Regions from separate parts of the Gossypium hirsutum genome. Here region 2 is linked to region 1. Evidence: chromatin contacts called from public Hi-C data. All regions are on one chromosome and are shown on one strand. The core of a region is the stretch at or near the end of the contact, and the rest is flanking DNA. Distances in the headings are between cores, read along the strand shown. Region 1 has its middle 38 kb from the start of LOC107951916. Region 2 holds the start of LOC107951914.

The links. Hi-C and Micro-C count contacts between places; a contact is called where the count stands out from the background.
Region 2: a Hi-C map of leaf shows a contact between it and region 1, with 3 times the contacts expected there. The contact joins the promoter of LOC107951914 here to the enhancer-like site in region 1. A contact is called at or near these places in 17 of 34 Hi-C or Micro-C datasets (anther, callus, fibers and 4 more).

The regions. Positions count from the first base shown.
Region 1 is chrA02:84,128,165-84,130,941 of Gossypium_hirsutum_v2.1, forward strand. No RefSeq gene overlaps it. Among protein-coding and RNA genes, the nearest start is that of LOC107951916, 38 kb to the left of the region's middle. Within about 2 kb of position 1,282, at least 8 of the 9 cell types and tissues checked have an H3K27ac peak or open chromatin away from gene starts, as enhancers often do. A contact at or near this core is called in fibers and leaf, where this site is marked.
Region 2 is chrA02:84,184,091-84,186,838 of Gossypium_hirsutum_v2.1, forward strand. It overlaps LOC107951914, which reads right to left and starts at 1,473. Exons shown (of 1, transcript XM_016887097.2): 1 at 456-1,473. The coding sequence starts at 1,383. The coding sequence ends at 763.

The DNA of each region.
Region 1 (2,777 bases), core at 32-2,531:
TTTTTCCCTCTACCGCAATACCAAGACACACCACACTCGGTGGTCAACAACGGCTAAAAATGGGTCTTTCAACCTTGTTTCAAAGCCATGTTCGGGTAAGCTTTCTCTCTTCCTCTTCTTTTTTTTTAAAAGTATATTTAAACTACATATTTTTAAGGCAGAAAACACAATACAAAAAATGAAATAGTGGTTGAATCGCAAGCAGAGAAAACTCCCATCTTCGTCGCTTCCTCGTCCCTCATCGGAACCCGAGTGGGTTTTGTGACGTTTGGGTCACCGGAGATTCACAACCGCGACAGAGAGCGAACCACGGTAAGATTTTATTATTATTTATGCTTTATTTCAAACAAAAATGAAGAAAAATAAAATAAAAGAGGCACCTTTGAGATATTAGTTTCTGATTTTTTTTATTTAAGAGTCTCCCCTTGATTACAATCGTTTTTTGTTGGCTTTATAGTCGATAACAAAAGTTCTTTGTTACTATTTACTTTTTACTATTTCTGCTTTGTCTTGCGTGTCTCTCTACTCCATTTTTGTTCTTTGTCGGCTTGTTTGCAGGTCTGTGGTAGTGTTGCAGCGGAGAAGGTGCTGACACCAATTGAGGAGCTTCGCGGTGCAAAGGCTAGGGGCTAGGGTTTTCCATCCGAAAATTTGTTTATGTTTTGGGCCATGGGCTTAGGGTTTCTTTTTGTATTTTGGGCTGTTAATGGGTCTTGTAAAAAAAAACAATGGACTGTTATTATTTTGATTTTCTTGATTTTAGGTTTCTGGGTTATGGGCCCCAGGCTAAATTGGGCCTCTACACTTCAAAAAAATAAAATAAAAGTAAAAATTAAAAAGCAGTTTTAAAAATTAAAACGGTCAGAAAAAAATTAACAGTATAATTAAATACTATTAAAAATGATTTAAAATATCTTTAAACAAATTTCAAATAAATAACTAATATATTTTATTTTTTTAAACAGAATTGATTAATTAAAACATTTTAATTTAAGAACAATGATTTAATAAATTAAAATAGTGTTAAAAATAAAATTTTAAAAATATGGTTAAATCTTAAATAGCTCAATAAAGTTTTTCTAATAATGATTTAAAAATTAAATAGTTTATTTAATTTTTTACTACTTAAAAAACATATATTTTTTTTGAATAAAAATCGACTAGCCATTAATTTAAATTAAACAATAACAGAAGTTGGATGCTAAAACGTGGGCCTACTGGGTATACCCCCAACCGGTCCATTAAATAAAAATAAAAGAAAGAGAAAAACTAGTGGAAAGCAGAATACTTAAAGCTACGAAAATAGAAAACCTAGGGTAATAATTACTAGTCGAATCAGATTGTAGCTGGACACCATTTACAAATCGTCCTTTCATTTCCAAAAAACCTATTGTTGCATTTGATAGCTTTTCAATTTCTTTCAGAAAGTCATTCTCAATCTGGGAGCCTACTCCATCTTCCATCGGAACGCACATAAAGGCGGTGTAGTGCCTCTCCTTCCAGGTGTGTTTCTTCTCCCTTCTTAGTGCTTCTTCTGCAATTTTGTGAGCCGAGATGTTCTCGGTTCTATTAATAAATTGGAACATGATTTCTTGAAAAAACTCCGACTTTTTTTGAATATCACTGATGATTTCTCCTATAACTAACTTATCTTGCATCGATGTTTGACATTTCTTTATGACGGTTCGTGAATCCCCCTTTACCGTAATTGAGTGTATACCCAGGGAAAGTCTAAGATTAATCGCATGAAGACCTGCATAAGCTTCTGCTGTAAAAGAAGTTGAAACATTTGAATTTAAGACCGTCTTCGTAACAAGAATTACTCCCATCTGATCCTGAACCACCAGGCCTGCCATCGATTTGAAATCCCTTCGGTTAAAAGTAGCATCAAAGTGAATCGTCATCCCAGAACTCGTATCTCTCTGAATGGCCCTCGTAGTCGTACACAAGGTACTCCTTTTTTCTGCCAGACCATCAATCTCAGCCAAATACCTTTGAACTTTTGATGCTATCTCTCTTCCTTACTCAACTTTTCTTTCATGCATGAGCTTATTTCTTGACCTCCACAGGACCCATATGCCACAGCAAAGCAATCGACCTTTTGAGAGTTCTCTTTTGGAACATCCAAGTAAGCCAGCCCCAGAACCTCTGAACCAAAAAGTTATTAACCCAAGGAAGATCTAACATTTTCCAAACTTCTATTACTACATGACAGTACCGAAAGACATGTGATAAATCTTCTTCCCCAGATCTACATCGAGAACAAACAGCAGTGTCGACTACTCGTTTAGATCGCAAATTAACTAGAGTAGGCATATAGTTCCATGATGCTCTTCAAACTGTAATAGTAATCTTTGAGGGTAACTGTAAATTCCAGAGCTTTTTGTAGAAATTTTTTAAATCGGTATGTAATAATAAGTTGTTAGGATTCGAGCTAGTGCTTTGTAATAGTTTGTAGGCACTTCTGACCGAAAATCAACTCCTTGGAGTTCCGCTAGAAGGATTTGCAAAATCTTTTGGGCAGTGTCTGCTGGGAAGGTACTTAGCACTAGTTCAGACTTCCACATATTATTTGATGCATCAATTAAATCTGAAACTAATTGGACTTCATTATTGTTTTCGTGACTCTTAACAACCGTATCAATTCCTGGTATCCACTGATCATTCCACACTGAGATTCCAGTTGCTCGTCCAACTCTCCAACTCAGCCCATTTCGTAACAATCCTTTTGCAAACCAGACACTCTTCCAGGTAAGTGATGGTGAGTTACCCAATTG
Region 2 (2,748 bases), core at 223-2,722, 56 kb after region 1:
ATGGCTTGATTTTTAAAAGTAGTTACTGTCTTAAATGTGACCTGTATTTAAATCGCACTAATCATATTTATTGTTCTAACTTTTCTATATTACTGTAAATCCAAATTTCAAAATAAACAAGAGCAGAACTCAATTATAGTTTGTTTTTTTCTGGCTAAACTTTGGAACAAAAAGAAAAAAGAAAAAGAAAAAGCAAAAGTGAGAGGGAGAGGGATAGGAATAGGAATAGGGGTTTTTATTTTGTTTGTCTTTTAGGGAGAGGGTCCATATAAGTGCACTTTTAAGTTAGTGGAATGGTATCAATTTGTAAAGACATAAAAATGAAGTTCCATTGGAAGTGAGGGATTCAGGGTTTAAAAGCTATGCTATTTTTCATATTGATGAATCAAGGTTTCCATTCGGCCATTGTAATTTAGATCTGCCTCAAACCCTAAGGATTGATATTGATATTCATATATTGCAAAAGGAAAACTTTTTATTTGCCACCGACAAACCAAATATACATGAATTATTTCCAATACTCCAAAATAATCCACTAAAGATATTAGGAGCTGCTTAAATGCTTTCAACTCCAAAACCATATTTGATCGCATGATTAACATAGAGAAGTTTATAACGAAAGAATAAGTGAAAAATCCAGGGCTTTTCTTATTTGTTTTATCAACAACAAAATTAGAACCCCCCAAAAAGAAATTAAGCATGAACAACTCCCTCCAAACATGGAAATTATTAACAGAGGCAAAGATATGGTTCTGTCATAACTCAGGCAGTAGTGTTGTTATTTTGGAGCTTCAAATCCTTGTAAAACCTGTTAATGAAGTCCTCAGCAGCCTTATCTACGTTGCCATTACCTTCATCAACATCTCTTAAAGGGAAAGGAGAGTCGGTTATTCTAAGTTGTCTCACCACTGGAGTTTGTCCGAACCCTGGTAACATAGGGGAAGCCGCAATAACAGCAGCATCGCTTTCCACTCCCATGTTGTTGTTGAGCATCTCCAAGACAACCTTGAAGGCGTTCATGGCGGCGGTGTCGTCGTCGTGAGTAGGAGGCGCGTGGGTACAAGCGAACAAGTGGTGGTAGTAGTTGTTAATGCTGTTCTTCTTCTTGGTGGGGATGTTGAAAGGGAAGATGTAGTTAGGGGTGTTGCTGCAGCTGAACTCGTACTCCTGGGCCGGCGCCGCCGCCGATGAAGAGACCTGGTGGCGGTGGAACATGGGGAGGTTGGCAATGGCTTTGGTGCTGGCTATTTTGCCGCGTTTGAGCAACATGTTGAGATCAACCATGAGCTTTCTTTTGGATAATATGCCCTTTTTCATCATGAAGAGAACAGCTCTTACTATGCTCCATACTCTTTTGGCTATCACTGGTGGATTTTGTTCCATTGCTTTTGACTATATTTGATTTATTGCTGACTTTTGAGGGAGAGAGAAGCAATTATTTGTTCGAGTTTGAGGGAGAGGAGGGGAGGGGAGGGGAGGGGAGGGCTCTATATAAAGGGAAAGAATAGCAAGGGGAGAACACAAATGTTTTTTAATTTAACAAGTAAATTAATTATATATTAGAATTTCTTTATTTCTTTATCAATTTTGAAATCTTTTTTCTTCTACTTTAATCTATCAAACTTTTCAACTTAGTCCATTTCAATAAAATTATTAAACTTTGCAGTTAAATCGTTCATCTATATAATTAATAGCTCAACAATTTGTATGTAACAAATAACAAAACTCAGCATGCCCCTTAAATGAAATTTTTTTATTTAAGTTTTTTAAAATTTTTAAAATTTTAAATTAGAAAGGCTCTCCTAAAATATAATAATTTGATTTAATTATTTAAAAATTATAAAGAGGTAGACTATTAAATTGGTGAAATTATATTTTTGCTATAATAAAAATTACAATTTAATTTCGGCCCCTAAAAAAGTTTAAAATAAAAAATTTAACTTGCTATTATTTATAAGTAAAGAAAAGAAATTAATAATTAAACTTATATTTTTTAATTTTTATTCTTCATTTTCATTTCATAGTTCATATTCGAGATTCGTAATTATCCCTTCCAACATTTAATTAAATTTAATTCGTTTTAAAATTAATTTAATTTGATTTTAATTTAAATAATAATTAAAAATATTTATTCAGATTTATTTAAAACACTATATAATATTAGTAATATATATTTAAAAAACATTAAGAAAAATCCAACCATTATCCCTCTTCTCTACCGGTTGCTTGCTCCAATCATTTTTGGTAGGTGGTGATTAGGTTGGCTAAAGCCCATGAGAGCTTTGGATGAAGAAAGTGACAGCTAACTTTAGACCACTGTTTTGGAGGCTAAATAGCGAAATTTATATGTTTGTGTAGAAAAAATTGATTTGTCTTAACTGAGCATATAACATATGAATTACAGTAATATTTGGTTCACTTACGTTGATTAGATGTTATTTAAAGAGTAAATTTACTTATCTTCCAACTATGATTTAAATTTTAACACTTATCAGTGTAGCAATTTCATACTTACATTATACATTTAAATTATTTTCCGTTAAATTTCTCTATGAAAAACTTTATTTGTACTTGTTTTACTTACAAACACATTTACTAAAATAGGTTCCAATAAAGAATAAGTGCTAAAACTCTTGGTACTTTTAACCTATACAAGTCTCAAATATATAAGCATTTTTGGACTTGTTAAAATACATATCAATTACAATATTAATCTACCACCAAGGTATTGATATCCTAATAAATTCT